3 separate regions of the Mus musculus genome follow, and regions 2 and 3 are each linked to region 1. Evidence: chromatin contacts called from public Hi-C and HiChIP or PLAC-seq data. All regions are on one chromosome and are shown on one strand. Each heading gives the region's core, a stretch centred on a gene start, on an enhancer-like site or on the middle of the called end of the contact. The rest is flanking DNA. Distances are from core to core; before and after follow the strand shown. Region 1 holds the start of Lama2 (laminin, alpha 2). Region 2 holds the start of 4930579H20Rik (RIKEN cDNA 4930579H20 gene). Region 3 overlaps Lama2 (laminin, alpha 2).

The links. Hi-C and Micro-C count contacts between places; a contact is called where the count stands out from the background. HiChIP or PLAC-seq counts read pairs in DNA pulled down with a chosen protein or histone mark.
Region 2: a contact with region 1 is called in an H3K27ac HiChIP or PLAC-seq map of heart atrium, with 3 times the contacts expected there. The contact joins the promoter of 4930579H20Rik here to the promoter of Lama2 in region 1. A contact is called at or near these places in 1 of 484 Hi-C or Micro-C datasets (forebrain), 3 of 115 datasets of contacts at active chromatin or transcription factors (astrocytes, fibro-adipogenic progenitors and heart atrium) and 2 of 9 other capture datasets (adipose tissue and liver).
Region 3: a Hi-C map of uterus shows a contact between it and region 1. The contact joins the enhancer-like site here to the promoter of Lama2 in region 1. A contact is called at or near these places in 1 of 484 Hi-C or Micro-C datasets (uterus), 2 of 115 datasets of contacts at active chromatin or transcription factors (fibro-adipogenic progenitors and heart atrium) and 1 of 9 other capture datasets (adipose tissue).

Annotation. Positions count from the first base shown.
Region 1 is chr10:27,615,050-27,618,756 of GRCm38.p6, forward strand. It overlaps Lama2 (laminin, alpha 2), which reads right to left and starts at 1,893. Exons shown (of 65, transcript NM_008481.2): 1 at 1,648-1,893. The coding sequence starts at 1,747.
Region 2 is chr10:27,388,167-27,391,873 of GRCm38.p6, forward strand. 4930579H20Rik (RIKEN cDNA 4930579H20 gene) reads left to right here and starts at 1,700. Exons shown (of 5, transcript NR_131034.1): 1 at 1,700-1,769. All of the region lies in intron 4 of Lama2 (laminin, alpha 2), which reads right to left.
Region 3 is chr10:27,408,655-27,412,361 of GRCm38.p6, forward strand. All of the region lies in intron 4 of Lama2 (laminin, alpha 2), which reads right to left. Among named protein-coding and RNA genes, the nearest start is that of 4930579H20Rik, 21 kb to the left of the region's middle. Within about 2 kb of position 1,782, at least 18 of the 459 cell types and tissues checked have an H3K27ac peak or open chromatin away from gene starts, as enhancers often do. A contact at or near this core is called in uterus, where this site is marked.

The DNA.
Region 1 (3,707 bases), core at 643-3,142:
TAAATCACTTATCCTAGACCCACTCTTCAAACACACTGCAAATGACTGTAACAAAGACAGTCACAGAGCCCAGGGGAGAGAGGAGATGGCTCCTTGACTAAGGGTATTTGCCCAAGCTTAATGTCATGTTTGTATATCTAGAACTCAGAGGGCGAAAAGAGTTCTGACTTTTCCAAACTGATCTCTGACCACACACATTCACCACATCATTTGTATATCCCCACTACAAATAAATAAATAAATGTAAAAAAAAAAAAAAAAGAGCACGGGGAAGAACACACACATGAAAGAGAATTCTCAGTAACTCAGTACAGGACTATACTCTAGAATGCAATCTTTGGCCTTATTGGAAGTAGAGAGCAGTGCAAAGAAAGACCTAGCCTATCTCTCCCAGCTACCCAGTAGAATTAAAGAATCACCTATTGTTAATCACAATAGAAGAAAGGACAAACGTTAAATGTGGCACTTTTTGTTTTCAAACTAACAGCCAAGGATATTTCTCCAAAGCAGTCTCAGTAATTCTATTATTTGCACCACACTGACCCGATTTCACCTCTGCAAAAATAGAAGGTTATCTGGAGAAACTGGGAGTCATTTTTATTCTAGGAAGTATAATCAAAGATTATGGTGAGGGGCTTATGCTATCTGTTATATCCTCTTAAACAGTCCTGTGTGAAGGGCTGGTCTAAATCAAGAACAAACATGAGAACTACTAAACATGAGAACTACTAACATAGTTTCAGTTAATTTTAAACAAGAAAAACTACTCTACCAGATACAGCCTCATCCAACTTCCTAAAGCTTTTTCTTCTAGATTTTGCACTTTTGAGGACAAACCCGTTGAAACAAAGTTAACATATTTCTGAAATACTTTTTATTTTGATTCAGGTTTTTCATCTTTGGAAAATGCTTGCTGGAAGAATGTGTTACAAATTATGTTTCTTGGTGCTGTGCATGCATCTTGTAAAAATCTCTGCTAACTCTTTAAAGACTCCCAAGCTTTTCAGAAATGTATGCACAAAAACAATAGAATGCTCTGATAAGAATAATTTAGCTGCATTGAATACAGTTGTCCCTCAAAGCCCCTGAGATGTGTTTGTGACCACTGGAGTCTGAGAATAAACAGAAGTCTAGTCTATTTTGAGTGAGAGGAGGTTTCACAAATGTGAGTGGAGGTGTTAGCCACATACTTAACTATTTTATGTAAATAATTGGAAACAGGATTCTTAAAGTTAAAAGAAAACAATTACTTAACTCAAAGTTACTAAGCTCAACTACAGCTGCTCGCCAGGGATGGGGGTGGGGGTGGGAGTGAGAGCTTTCCTCTGCAGGAACGGAATCTAATTTGATGAAACGTTTTTCTCTCAATTGGAAAGAAGAAAAGATAAAAAAGTCTGCCTTGGGAACTTTAGAACTAGTTTTCCGTAGACCAGTTTCCAGGATTTAGTGAGCAGTTTGGTGTTCCTTGTGCCCCGCACAGCTCTCTCGGGGGGGTCTTACTCTTAATTTGCAGGAGTTCAGTCCCTTGCGCCTGGAAGAGCACACCCTAAAGTAAAGCGAGAAAGTGGTCCCCAACCAGCAATTCTTTCTCTCTAGCTGAAGCCTGTTAGGAGCAGCGCTCCAGGGAAAGGGCGCCCTGGACTGTACCTCTCTGTTGATGCGCTTGGGACTGTCGCCGCTGAGTCTGGGAGCCTTCGAGCGTCCCCAAGAGCAGGAGCAAGAGGATCCCGGCGGTGGCCGCAGGCATCCTGGCCGGAGCAGATCCACTCCTCCCGGAGCCCACGGAGTTGCAGCCTCGGGTCCACCCAGCTGAAATGAGCAGCTGCAGGGGAAAGAGGAGGAGACAGTGCTCCCCAGCTCTGCCCTGCCACCGCCCAAGGGTGGGTGAGAAAGGGCAGTCCCCACCCCTTCCCAGGCCTGGGCCTTTAAAGGGTCCTTGGTTGGAAGAACCTGTGTTCTGTGCTTCCTCTGTCAAGGGAATAGGGCCTCTAGCAGGAGTTATCCAAACTTCTTTAGCATTAAGGAAGTAATTGATACCAAGGCACTCTGGGGTCTGTGAAATCCCTCCAGATGGAAAACATTATTGCCAAGAAAGCTAGAAACTTTGACTCCTCAGAAGGTTCTGGCAAAATTATATGCAGCTGCCCTGGGTCCAGGTGATCCCAGACTGTCCCAAGGTCATGGTGCTAACTACTAGGGAACTGAAGTTGCCCACGGGGAACCTCACGCTGGCTTGCACATTAGGAAGGAACTTCCCGGAAGGCAGCTGTGCAGGGAGCAGGGGATGATAGACTAAAGCTGTCCCAATTCCACTGAAATGTTTCTGAAATCACTCCACTGGTTGGAAGCTGTCCCTATAACCAAGGGACATTATTAAAAGGGAATGGAATGTCTGTAAAGATTTCTGCTTATCAGTCATGGTGGCTTCTTCCTTTTAACTCAACAAAGCAGTGTTCTACCCTCTGTCACAGGGCTTCCCATGGCCACTCCATAACAGGTTGTTATTGAAAAGGCCACTGGTTCTCAGTAGGGCCTGGAAAAACAACTTCACAGGTTTTAGGTGGCACCCAGGATACCCTTTGTATTAGTGTACCCTGGCATCAGGATGCACTCAAGGAAAGAGCAAGCCTACACCATAAAGTATTCCATCTTGAACTTCTGAATGGGCCACCGCATGTGTGCCCGTGCGTGTGTGTGTGTGTGTGTGTGTGTGTGTGTGTGTGTGTGTGTAGTCAGTTTGAAATAGGATCTCACTATGGTCTCAGATTCAGAGATGCACCTGCCCCTGTCTGTCAAGTGCTGGGATTAAAGCCTTGGACAACTCATCTAAATATTTTTAAGGGAAAAAAAAAAAAGCTTTAAAACTGAAATCCGACAGTTTGTTTGCAAAAAAAAAAAAATGTATTTACTAATTTTACAGGATGCACCAATTAAGCCAACTGAGATAATGCTTTGTGAGTTTCCAGTTCACCAAAATGTATATAATATTTCAGACCCTTACACTGAGTGAAATTCTGTACAGTATTGGACTACTAAGCCATTTATACATCTATTTCCATACTGCAGTGCATATGGTTGTTATATGGATGGCTTAGTTTTCTTTTTAATTTATAGTTAAGATGTATCCATCTTTAAGATGCCACATAGAAGCTACAATATTTTCATTTCGTAGTAATAGACAGTAACTCTCGTAAAGAGCTGGTGAGAATCCAGAGCTAACATCCACTTGTCATCGGGAACCCTCCTAAAGGCATGTCTAAGCTCCTACTTTAGATCTATGGCTTCTGTACATCTATGTGTGCTGTCTGAAAAAGAGACTTAGATGAGGGCTCTGCTGCTCTCTCTCTCTCTCTCTCTCTCTCTCTCTCTCACACACATATAGAGGCAACATTTGATACAAATAGTATCATTTCTTCATATTATGACTTTCACCTCTTTTGTTCTTCCCAAAATGAGTTCATCCTGTGGGATATATACATATATATATTTATCTCTGTCACAGTTTGTCTATTACAGTCTTAGAACCCTGTACTAGTTTAAAAAACAAAATTCTTAACTATTCTAGAGCTTTTGAATTTTACTGCAGCTGTTTAGAGAAAATGTTTTCATTAATAAAGGTGAACACTTTTACGTTATTGCTTCAGAACTGTTTTAGATTGAGATCAATAGAGCATAAATTAAAAGGAGTGTGTGTGTGTGTGTTGTAT
Region 2 (3,707 bases), core at 450-2,949, 230 kb before region 1:
TTCATAATAGGTTTTTTAGGCACTGTTCCCTTTTCTATTAATGACCAAAACACAACTGTTCCTCCTCAGCCCAAAGCAAGGCAGATAAGTGAGGAAATTGCTATGGATGTGGCTGTTGGTCTTGGAAGGTGTTATGTTTGTTTTTATTTTAACCTGACTACAATGAAAGCAGGGATAGGACTGTTTTCTTGCTTTGTTGTTGTTGTTGTTGTTGTTATTGTTGTTGTTGATTCAAACTTAGGTTTTATGACACTTCATCAAGGAAGGTTAACATAATGACACATTAAAAAGCTAAAAGGCTATGTCAGAGTTACACAGGATGTGGTTCTTGCCACTTGATCACTTGTGAACTTGCTCCTAAAATGATCACATTTACTACCTGAGTGCAATACTTCAATGCCTAGATAGCACCTCCAGCTCCCAGGAGTGCCTGCCTGGGTTGTCATGGCCCTGACATCATCATCACAGGGATCCTTGGACAGACTCAGGTGCACTCAAGGGCTCAAAGACAGACACATATTCCTTGTCAAGAGGAGCCATTACCGTTGGATGGCTAAGCCTGCAATTCTGAAACCCTGTTTAAAACAGACAGTGGCCTGTACTCCCATGGAGACCCGATGTCTTGTCTCCTCTTGTTCTAAAGTAAACATTTCACTACATCCTATAGGTCCAGACATCACAGGGGTCATGCTATCCTTCCTGTCTTTATCCACAGTGAACCTGGATGCACCCCTCAGGAGGTAGCTTTAAAATACCTCAGTCCTCTGGTAGTGGCAGTATTGGCTGGATTTTCTATGCAAAATTTTTGATAATCTGATCAACAGTAACTTCTTTGATTTCATTCATGAAAAGTCCTTTCCATTTGCATTTGTAGCCATAATTAATCCCTTTGATTATAGTATCACATGATCCTCCACTCTCTGTGACATACTTTGTTTGGCTAAAGTAGCCCTCTGACCTAAATGCTGTCTTTATACATATTTCAGGTCCCCTCACTTTATCTCTAAAGTAGCCAACTTTAAAAATAAAATGTAACTTATTCTTACTTCTAAGGGAAGCAGTGTTATGTGTTTACTCGGGCAACTTCCTCCATATTTCCACATTCCCTTCTTTGAAAAATGTGAAATGACACGTTGAAATCAATGTTAAGGGAAGGGTGACTTTTAGGTGACAGATGTCATCAATGATGCACACGGTTTGTAGAGAACTACAGACAAACCACCCCAAATCCCATTTTTCCCAGTGGTAAGTACACACACACACACACACACACGCATGCACAAACATATACTTTTTCATTTGTATCAACATATTAAAAAACAATTCTAAAATAAGAACTCTAGAGCTTGCCAAGGAATGTTGTTGATTTCAAATTATTATTTGAAGTGATTACAAAGAATACTGATTTGTATCGATACATTGTTTTAATCCAACTATAATTTTTTTTTTTTTTTTTTTTTTTTTTAGTCTTCTAGTGACAGAAGGGAGAATACTTCCAGGATAAGTAATATTTGAGGAAATAAAATAGAACATACATATAAAAGGTCAGAATCAAACAGAATCAATCAGACGTTGGGTTTGATTTCAATGTAAAGTAGACATATTTAAGCTCAAGCTTTATGGAGCAGCACTACAGCAATGCTCTTATTACCCACAATTCCAGGGGCCAGTTGAACTTCAGAATTACCCACAAGTCCAGGAGTTTTAGAATCCTTCAAGATCACAGCAGACAGCTCCTGGGAAACACTGAAGGTTTAAGGAAAGACTTGGTAACCAAAACTTTTGCCTTTTAGCAGCCACCGTTCTCTTTAACCTTGCTTAGTCTCAACGACTTGTGGTCACCCATGGTCTCCATACACTACTTTTCTATTCCTTCTCTCAAGACGGAACACATCCCCATAATTAGAGTACATTGCTATTATTGCTGAGTTAATTATTATCATTAATCTCTTATTATACCTAATTTATCAATAGATATCTCAGATCTGGATACAGGGGGATATGTACAGAATTTGGGGTTCTGTTTTTGGTTTTAGGTCTCTCCTATAAGTCTTAGAATATCCTCTGTAGTAAAGGGGGATCTACTTTATATTGAAGTCAAACCCATACATTCTCCTTAAGACTAAACATCACTCACCGCAAAAATCAGGTCAATGCATTCATGTCACATGTTAGAAAAGATGACTTAGAATTTAAAAACATTGGTTAAAATATGCAACGTGATTTACCTTAAATTTAAACCTATATTGCAAATTACCTTAAAAACAATTCTCTGTAGGTGAGTGCAGATTACTGAAGAGGTCAGAAGAAGGTGCCAAGTTCTCTGAAGATAAACTTAGAAGTGGTTATGAGCTGGGGGCTAGGAACTGAATTCACACCCCTTGCAGGAGCAGTATATGCTCTAAACCTCAGAGCACTCTCTCCAGCTCTACATATTATGTTAGAATTATGTTTCAGGTTATAAATTCTTTTTAAATTCATAATTCTGCCTACTTCTCCTTTAAGCCAGTAGTATCATAAAAACCTAAGAGGTTCATTCACATTTTTATATATAATCTTTTAATGTAAATTCTCATTTCTATAAAGTAACAAGCCATATTTTACACATGGCTCACTAGATTATGTTCCTAAATTGTGTTTTCTTTAACTCTGAGAACCTAAGAGCATAAAAGGGGTGATGTTTGTTTTCAGAAAAACATTTATCTGACAAGTTGAAACACTCATTTTATTTTTCACTTTCCATGACACTGGTTATCCATGGATGACTAGTTACATCAGCCAGTTTCAGCCATGTGTTTGGCATCATACACGACACTAGTTTTGCTGAACACAAACATTAAGTGTTTCTTTAGTCTGGCTCATCAAGAGAGAAAAATTTCAAAGTAATAAATACTTCATTTTCTCAGTATATACAATTCTACTTGAAAGGCTTTCAAAATACCACAGATAAATTAACTTGAAAACAACTATCTCTCAATGTTTGCATGTACAAAAAAAAAAGCCAAAATTGAAAGTTAAATATTAATATCCAGTGTTAAACAAGACTGTCCATTAGTGAATAGGTCTATTAGTCAAACATTTTTCACACTTAAACTGAGTTTATTCTTCAAATATTCCATGCTACTGTGATATATTTTTCAGTGAACAGCAGTAAACTCTGACAGATAACATAGACTATGAGTCCTGAAGGATAAGTAGCATACAGTAGTTTACTTAAAGTTTAGAGGCTGACCACAGTTTTCCTGCTGGATCTAGAGCTCCCTTCTCTTGTCAACCAAGATGCTCTAGAGCATATGCAATGTTATTGTGGGAAATTTACCTTGAACACTGGACTTTGCATTTAAAGGCTGTTCTGTGACTTGTGAAAGATGAAGCCACTTCTCAGGCATGGAGAACTATCTTCAAAGACATCTTATCCAACATCAGTGTCCTGGTTTTTAATCTCCTGAATTTTATTGCTAAGTGCCATTTCTTATGTAGATTCCAGACTACTGTACAGTGTGCATACACTCTCCACACAATCCTGAATAAATCCTTTATGTTTAATAAATCTCAGAATTGACTTCTGCAGTCCCCTATCAAAATTCCCTGCATTCTTCCTCCACTCAGTTGAGAGCAACTCCATCTTTGTAGTGCCTTCAACCCAGGTGTACTGACTGGTTTTGTGTGTCAACTTGACACAAGCTAGAGTTATCACAGAGTAAGGA
Region 3 (3,707 bases), core at 532-3,031, 210 kb before region 1:
CAGGCATCCCCTAACTTCCCTATAACAAATAAAGACAACTGCTACATTCCTTCCTTCTCCCCCGCTTAAAGAGCAATAGATAAGCAGACAAGATTCTATTGCAACTCTCAAAACATGCATTCCTTGGAAAACTTTATGCAAAGACCAAACTACTAATTATATGCATAGAATTCACTGGTGGTCAAGAAAAGAACTCTTAAATTGTGTTCTGTAGCATATTGTGACAAACACTCATGCCAGTTGTTGTTTATCAAATCTGCACTTTGAGCCAGACACATTGTTTAAATCATCTCATTTAATACAACTGGCCTGGAAGACTTTTATTCTTACTTCAAATCTTGAAGTAAGGAAGCTGACCTTTAGAGAGTTGCTCAAGGTTACAGAGTTACTGACTGCCAGACCCAGAATCCAAACAAGCCTGATCTCAAAGGCTCCCAACTGAAGGACACGACCTGTGACACCTCAATTGCCCCTGATGTACATATTTTAACTATTTATTCCAGGCCAAAAGATAATGGGCAAGAAAATCACTCATGTGATTTTAGATTAAATATGGTTTGTGCTTCCTATGGAATTTTATACGCTGTTACATTTGCTTAACCATGTCTTAATAACATCTGGGAAAATAGATTTCTTCAAGAAGTAGTCTGTATGTATCAGAGAGTTAAAAAAAAAATTCCACTCCAGATGTTCATATGAAAGTATCCAGATGTTGCAAAATGATCATCCAGAAGGCCAGTGACAAAAGAAAACCAAACTGAGGAATAATTTCCAAAGAGAAATAAAAATAGAGACAGCAATTTGGTGACTGGGGTGAGGGGCTGCTCGGTTGCAGAAGGGTGATTATTACTCTGCTGTTTTAGTGCACGTGTACAGACAGATCTCTACAAGGACCTGAGAGTATTGCTATGTTGTTTCCTATGTGGAAAAAAATAATGCCCTTTCGAGGACAATGATCAGGGTCCACCAAAGCACATTTTACTGTAGTGTGATTTTTTTTTTGTTTAAGAGAACTCCTCTTAGGTACCTGAGATGTATATAAAAATATTATGCAAATAATTTGTGCTTATGAATATTCTTATATGCTGCCTATGAATATTCTTATATGCTGCCCAGATTAGTGTCCAGAAGGAAATCTTACCCCTTTACCACTGACTCTGCTGGGTTTTTGTGGGACATTAACAAGTAAGTGAGTGAATGGCACACACAAATACTGCAAAAGTCCAGGGTTCTCTCCCTGTTGCTGACTTAATAGAAGCTGGAAAGCTAGCTGCTTCATGACTGTCTAACTGGCTCCACCTTCTATTTCTATGAGTGACTTAACAGAGATGGAAGTCTGCATGAGAGTCCCTACACACAACTATGTAACAATATAAACTGGGAGAAGTGAATGCAGGCATGAACCATGGTTCCCCTGTTCATGGAACTTAGCAGCTGTCAATGTAATTCTTACACAGAGATGACTGTAAAATACCTGATGCTCCATAGAAAGACAATGCCTATATAGAGACTTTAGGGATACCTTTATAAAGCAAACACAAGAGTTGATTCACTGTCTGATCTAATCTAATGAACAAACAAGCATAGATGACTTTTGTTCCTATTTCCGCAAACGTCCTTTCATACTTTCTCCTAGGGGACTTGCATGAATTATAAACACACCAATGGAAGCAGGAATTTCAATAGTTTTGAGTCTTTGGCTGTCCTTAATCATGCAGCCTTCTCACAGGACTTGTTTACTTCCCTCTCTGCAGCTGTGAGTTTTGGACACAGTTGTACAGACCTTGATTTTCAAAATTACTTACCATTCCTCTTCCAGACCAGAATATCTGTATGCTGTTTGGTTTGGCTTATGTCACACTTTAAATCTATCTAACACTAGCTTACATCTATCCTATTATATATAAGTCCTTTAATTTAGAAAATAAAAATATCCTACTTATCCAGATTTGATATACTTCCAATTTTTTACTTTTAAAAGACATGGGGACATCGCTTGCTTTCTGTGAAAACAAACATTGGTTCACAGCAGCACCAGATCCCTCTTCTCATTCAGCCTTTGTTTCTTTTGCTGATAGAGATATCATCTGGCTGAAAATTACCCATTCTATTTTTAAAATGTCCTAAACCATCTCTTTCTCATGCCTGAATGTGTGCCTTCAGCCAAAGGAGAGCTGACCTTCCTGGCTCCTCCTAGGTGGTCCCACAGAGACACCAGAGAGCCCTGGCAAGCTTTATAACAGAGGTTCTGTAGGAAAGAAATTCAAGAAACCTCCATGTTGGTGCAGGTAATGTTTCCCCCTGCTTATTTGTTTGATTGCATTCTTGTTGTTTGATTATGCCAGCATTTGTACTTAACACAGAGGCATGCAGGAGGAAACACATTTGTAGATGGTGTTATAGCCGTATGCCCAGTGTGTTTGTATGTGTATAGCTGGTATTTGTGTATATGAGGCTGTGTGTATAAGAAGTCTCTCTCTCTCTCTCTCTCTCTCTGTGTGTGTGTGTGTGTGTGTGTGTTGTGTGTGTGTGTATGTGCACATTTGTGTATGTGATAGCTTGCTGCTTCTAAGTCCATGAAGAATGAACCAACATATTTGACATATTTCGTCAGACTCAATCAAACATAGTTGAGAGAAACAGAAAGCACAGATTCCATGAAGTGTGGTGCATTTTTGTGCAGATAGCTGCTTTTTAATAACCTGAAAAAGTGTACCTTAAAATAATGCAGAAGGGCTTGAAAAGCATTCAGACACAAGTCCTCACTTACTCTTACCACTGAGTGCATTGTGATGTGTGCAACTGAACATAACATGTGTTTGTACAATGGACAGCACAGTCTATTTATACCACATTACCAGAAACATGAGAAATGTGCCATGCAAAGGTGTTATGGCAGCCAAAAAGTCACTAGACATTAGGAATGTTTCAGATCTACCATATTTTTCTAGATCAATTGATTTATGCTGTGATTAGCTGCAACGTCACTCTGTAGGTATGATGGCATTTAAATATCTCACATAAAGATCTGGGATTTGTTCAGTGTGTTGAATAGAATCTCTGAGGAGAAACTCTCATAGGAAATATCACAGCTCTGGATAGTCTAGCATACATGTGAAGACAAAGCTGGGTGCTCTGACAATCACTTTTCTCTCCATATCTGGGTTCCCTATTCCTCATGGCAAGGAGATTACAGCCATGTTCTGAGAACTAGACAGGTTTGTCTATAACTTGGGAGTCAAGTCCGCACTAGGCTTGTTCAGTGAATTATTCAATGGCTACCCATCAATGGAAAGGGTTATTGACCCACTGAGGAAGAGAGAGGATTCTGAAGCATTGCACATCTAGCGATGGAGTCCATCACCATGAAGAACAAGCTCCTCATTATGTGAGCATCACATGAAAACCAAAGCACAGTAAGAGTCAGCTTGTGACTCAGAGTAAAACTTCAAACGCTTTGTCTCTTGGCGTCATAATGACCACCTACTTCTATTTTAACAACATCTTCACGGAGACCATTGCATGAGGAAAGAATTCTCCCCAAATTTGTCTAGGTTTCACCAATGTGAGTGTCTTTTTTCTCCTATTTTTTCTTTCACGAAAATGCAACTTTAAAATTGGAATTCTATCATACTCAAATTCCCTTATAGGTTAGTACAGAGAGCATCTTTATTCAACTTATGCAGTAAAGAAATCAGGTTGAGTAA